Regions from separate parts of the Sus scrofa genome. Here region 2 is linked to region 1. The links are chromatin contacts, called in public promoter capture Hi-C maps. All regions are on one chromosome and are shown on one strand. Each heading gives the region's core, a stretch centred on a gene start, on an enhancer-like site or on the middle of the called end of the contact. The rest is flanking DNA. Distances are from core to core; before and after follow the strand shown.

Region 1 (2,700 bases), core at 152-2,651:
GGGGCGTGTGAGTAAGGCTTCCTGTCGACCACCCAGTCTCCACCTGCACCTCTGGTGTTAACAACTCCTCTCTTAGATCATTCCTATCAATATTCAAATATGGCTAATTCTCATCCAGCTTATAAAAGAAATAAAACCACCTTAATGTCATCTGCTCCTCCAACACCAGTTGCTCCATAATGAAATCAAATTATTCCCTACACGTTATCTCTTTCCTCCTCTTTGCTGAAACTGCTGCTGTTGAGGTCACCAACACCTCTGATGTCTATTTTACATGTTCTCTCTGTGGCACTTCTCACTGTTGACCACTTAGCCCTGAAGTACCCTTTCTAGTTTACCATGTACTCCTATGTCTGGCCAGTGTCATTTGGTGCCTTCTCTTCTTTACTTTCCCTTAGGGTTCTGTCCTGGGCCCTCAGGCTCTGCACACTCTCTGAGTCTTTCTCTCATTCACTTCCATGACTTCAATTACCGTCCATTTCAGAGGGTTCCAAAATCCATCACCAGCCCAGATCTCTCAAGCTTCAGTTAGACATTCAGTCACCCTTAATATTTCTACTTAGTGTCCCACATATATCTCAAACTCATTATGTTCCAAACTGACCAATTCCCAAACCTGCTTCTCAGGCCCCAAACCTGGGCATCTTCCATGAATCTTCATCTTCATTCCCACCTCGTCATTCCCCAAACACCAATCATTCCAGCTCCTAAATATCCTCAAAATGATCAGCTCCCAATTCTCCATTCCCACTGCTACTACTCTGATTGAGGCCACTATCTTCCACTTAAATAGCGGATCTCCCTGCTTCTATTCCTCTATTGACCACACTGCAGCCAGTGATCTTTCTAAACACAACAAATTTGACTCCACCTATCCTTCGCTTCAAACAGTTCAATAACTGATCATGCCTCTGCCGACTTCAGTTGCCTCTCTTGCCACATTACACATCAGAATAGATTTCCTCTCTTTTTGCATTGTGGCATCCTCAGCGCCTAGCACAAGGTAGGTGCTCCATGGATACCAAAAGGCTAAGGCAGCACGAGGTTCTATATCCACTTGTGGGCCATAGGAAGCAGGGTGGGGCTCTGTCTGCACCTGCTGGTTGGCTGCAGCAGCGAGAATGCATGGCCCTGTGCACTCTGCCGCTCAGTCCAATCTTTTCTTCCCATGAGGTAACACAACCTCCCTATCCTCTGTGGGGGAGGGGGTGGGAGTGGTCACCAACTCGATCAGAGGCCAGCTCCCCATCTCTCCATCTCCTGAGCCCTTTTCTACGTGGAGAGGGCCCCCGTGCAGGTCCTGGGGTAACGAAGACTCCTACCCCCGCCGGCCGGAAGGTGTCGCCCTCGCGCCAGAGCAGAGGCGCAGACCAGCGGAGATATACCCACCCGCAGCGCACGCAGGCGCAGAGGGCTCTTCCGGCACCGGGCTGCCCTCGCCGCCCCCTCCTTGCCGGGGATGCTGAGCCTCCGCTGTGGGCTGAGGCAGTTCCCAGCAGGAGCTGGTACTCGAGCTGCCGCCAGCCTACCCTTGGGCGCCGAGATGCCCAAGAAAGCTGGCGCGACAAACAAGGCCAGTTGCAAGACCCATGGCAGCGGGAGGGTGGGGCGGCTGGAATGCTGGTTGGGGAGCGCGGGAGTGAAGAGGGATCCGTGGGTGGGTGGGAGCGCCGCCAGCTGCTTGTTGTCTCTGCGGTCCGGGGCTCCTGCCCCCCGCCTCACTCGGCCGCGCCCCGGTCCAGCGGGGGAGGTCAGCGCCCGGGCCGGCGGTGCGCGAGGCCCTCCCTGAGTTGCGTCTGCTGATCTGTCCGGCCTCTCCCTCTCTCTCAGGCCAGCGCTTCGTGTTTCGGCTGCTCCGGGCGGCCTCTGCTTCCCTGGGAGCTTGCATTCTGTCTATTCCCCTGGACTGGTTCTCGCACCTCTCAGTCCAGTATACACTACTCCCGCTTCCCTTCCGCCGTCTCTGAGGGGCTGACTCCAATAACTCTAAGACTGCCTCCTGCTGGGAGCTTCCCTGGTGTCCCAAAGGCCCGACTGCCTGCCCTTCTTTGCGTAGTGATGGCCTGTGCGTATCTCGTCGGCACTCTTAGCACGTGTGTTAAGTAGATTTATTCTTTCTCTCTGCAGTCCAAGCTCCTTGAGGGCAAGGACCATGTGTCCTTTTTTATCTTTATCTATCCTTTGCCTGCGTGCTGCCCTGGTGCTTAGTTTGTGTTTGTTGAATGGAAAGTTCATAGTACAGCTTCTGGCACATAGTAGTCCTTTAAATACCACTTCTTCCCCCCTCCATCCCCCGCAAACACACCGCTTCCAGCCATAGTTGCTCACAAACATGTATTAACTTATCCTGCTTGAAATACAAAGATTAGTAATAAATGGTATCTACTCCTGAGGAATAGGAAATACAAAGCAGACGGTAGGAACCAGCTCTAAGTCAGGTTTTCCAGGGCAGGAAAAAAAGCACTTTGTGGGGTTGATGGCAAGGCTTCATGGCAGAATTGATTTGAGCCATGAAGGATGTTGGAAGATCATTCTAGGGACCCGGAAATACCTGGACAGAACAGATTTGCCTAGTTTGTCCTGGTTAAGGATGAAAAGGAATTGTGGAATTATCAAATGTGTGGGAAAGTAAGGTTGTAGTGTGGTTGTTGTTGTCGTTTTAGGGTAAAAGCCAGAGCAAGGAACAAGAGAGACCGCTTC
Region 2 (2,720 bases), core at 45-2,544, 270 kb after region 1:
CAAAGAGACAATATGAGGAGTTCCCATTGTGGCTCAGCAGGTTAAGGACCCAACATAGTCTCCAGAGGATGCAGTCTGATCTCTGGCCTCAATCAGGGGGTTAAGGATCCAACCTTGCAGCAAGCTGCAGACTAGGTCGCAGATGCGGTAGGGATTTTGCCCTGGCTGTGGCAGGCCAGTAGCTACAGCTCGCATTCCACCCCTAGGAACTTAACTTCCATATGCTGAGGGTGGGGCCCTAAAAAGAATAAATAAATAAATAGCAAAGATAAATACAAGGCAAAGATAAATAAATAAAAAGCAAAGGAGTTCTCCTCGTGGCCAGTGGTTAATGAATCCGACTAGGAACCATGAGGTTGCAGATTCGATCCCTGTCCTTGTTCAGTGGGTTAAAGAGCCGGCGTTGCTGTGGCTGTGGCGTAGGCCGGCGGCTACAGCTCTGATTAGACCCCCAGTCTGCGAACCTCCATATGCCGCGAGAGCAGCTCAAGAAAAGGCAAAAAGACAAAAATAAATAAATAAATAAAATTTTTTTAAAAATAAAAAGCGAAGGCAGTACGATGTGAAGGAAAGAATTTGGGGTTGGAAATGAAGAAATCTCATTTCTAGTCCTGTTTCTGTCAATAATAATCTGTTTAACTTTCAGCCTGTCTCCTCTCAGACACTGCGCTTAAGAGGAAAGGAGGGGTATGACCTATACAGCTCAGTTCCACCGTAATACCAAATGAACTTGCTGGCTGATTCGGGAAACTTATTACTAACTGAGGGTGTACTTTTTCCAATTAATGCAACATGAGCTGCTGCCTCAAGCCGTCTTACAACGTCTGGGTTTGTACAGAACTTCACGTTACATACCTCATGCAACAAAGGGCATTTCCCATGTGAAATTTCGCCTATTGAAATTTGTTCTTAATCTTTTTGAGTGTGGACTTCTCCCTTCCACATTTATCCCTACGACAGCTCCATGTGCAACCAAGCTCGTTTTTCACACGAAGTTGAGAAAGGTGAGCACAGTGTGTTTGGAATGAGCCCTTCCTCGCTGGTGGCCCTGGCCCGGCGACAGATACCTCGACCCCTCACCTCTACTTCGGTTCCCCGCCGCATCCTCTGAAGCCCTATACTCCAGACTGACTGCCTATAAGGACGCTGCTGTCACCTACCCCGCTGGGTGGCCGGAACTCGGCCTCACTTTACGCCGTGTAAACAACATCCCCTACCGTCTCCGATCTCGGTGGCAATTCCTTCCTCAGCAGGCGGAAAACAGGTCGTTCCGGCTTCCGGGGCGCTGGAGGAAGTCCGGCCCCACGCAACAGCGTGAGGGGGCGGGTCGCGTCGAGGCGCCGCGCAGGCGCGTAAAGGATTAGGCGATGACGCCACTTCAATGGGCTGCTTACCACTCTGTAGGGTCGACTGGAGGCACGCAGTGTGGGAGGTTATTGCTGCTGTGTCCATGGCGGTGGGGACAGGCCTGGGACCCGTTCAGCAGGGCTTGAGAGAGCAGCTTGTAGACTCCATCTCAAAAAACAACCATATTCTCCCAACGGTGTCCTCCGGGAAATCGAAGCCCCTCTGCCCCCAGCTGTCCTCGTTTCTCGCTTCGCTCCACCTCCCCGTGCCGTTTTTAGTACCTTACTATCATTCGTTTATCAATGTGGGTCCATATCTTGTCGCAGTAATGGCTGTCATTTGCTGCATTGGTTGTGCATCTCACAGCAGTAGCTCATAAGTACCTGGTAATTCTTGACTACTGGACTGATGGAAATTTACTCATCCCTTTACCAAGGACAGGATTGAGCGCCTAAGTAGTCCTGAACTGGACTGTGGCTATGGCACTTTGGGGACCGGGAAGGTAAATTAGAAATTAAAATTGCTGTTGTCCTAGTATCCTAGGCTGTCATAACAGAGTAACACAAATTGAATGGTTTAAAACAACAGATATTTGTTCTCTCACAGTTTTGGAAGATGGAAGTCCGAAAAAAAGGGGTCATCAGGATCGTGTTTCCTGTGAGACTAGGTAAAACCCTTACCTTTTCCTAGTTTCTGGTGTGGTCCATCCCACAATCTTTGGCATTCTTTGGCTTGTAGTTGCCTAATTCCATTCTCTTAACTCTGCTCTAATGGTGTTCTATCTGTGTCTTATTTCTGTTTCATAATTAATCATAATTAAGTTCATTTGTATCGGTTTTTTAGATTCCGCTTATAAGTGATATCATATGATAGTTGTCTTTGACTGACTTCACTTAGTATAATAATCTTTACATCCATCCCGTGTTGCTGCAAAAGGAATTATTTCATTCTTTTTATGTCTGAGTAATATTCTCCCTCCCTCCCTCTCTCTCTCTCTCTCTCTCTCTCTCTCTCTCTCTCTCTCTATATATATATATATATATATATATATATATATTTGGTCTTTTGTCTTTTTAGGGCCACACCCATGGCATATGGAGGTTCCCAGGCGAGGGGTTGAATCGGAGCTGTAGCTGCTGGCCAACACCATAGCCACAGCAACAAGGGATCTGAGCCCAGTCTACGAACTACACCACAGCTCACGGCAATGCCAGATCCTTAACCTACTGAGTGGTGCCAGGGATCAAACCCGAGTCCTTGTGGATACTAGTCGGGTTTGTTAACCACTGAGCCACGACTGGAACTCCGAATATTCTATTGTTTATATGTACCACATCTTTATTCATTCACCTGTGATGGACATTTAGTTGCTT

Evidence for each region. Promoter capture Hi-C pulls out the DNA fragments that hold promoters and counts their contacts.
Region 2: a contact with region 1 is called in a promoter capture Hi-C map of liver, with 5 times the contacts expected there. The contact joins the promoter of AP3B2 here to the promoter of C7H15orf40 in region 1. A contact is called at or near these places in 2 of 5 promoter capture datasets (fetal liver and liver), 2 of 47 Hi-C or Micro-C datasets (heart right ventricle and skeletal muscle) and 1 of 2 datasets of contacts at active chromatin or transcription factors (alveolar macrophages).

Annotation. Positions count from the first base shown.
Region 1 is chr7:51,927,948-51,930,647 of Sscrofa11.1, forward strand. It overlaps C7H15orf40 (UPF0235 protein C15orf40 homolog), which reads left to right and starts at 1,402. Exons shown (of 4, transcript XM_001929182.5): 1 at 1,402-1,573; 2 at 2,664-2,700. The coding sequence starts at 1,460.
Region 2 is chr7:52,201,355-52,204,074 of Sscrofa11.1, forward strand. AP3B2 (AP-3 complex subunit beta-2) reads left to right here and starts at 1,295. Exons shown (of 30, transcript XM_021098893.1): 1 at 1,295-1,432; 2 at 1,954-2,014. It overlaps LOC102161631 (a long non-coding RNA gene), which reads right to left and starts at 1,296. Exons shown (of 4, transcript XR_002345779.1): 1 at 1,161-1,296.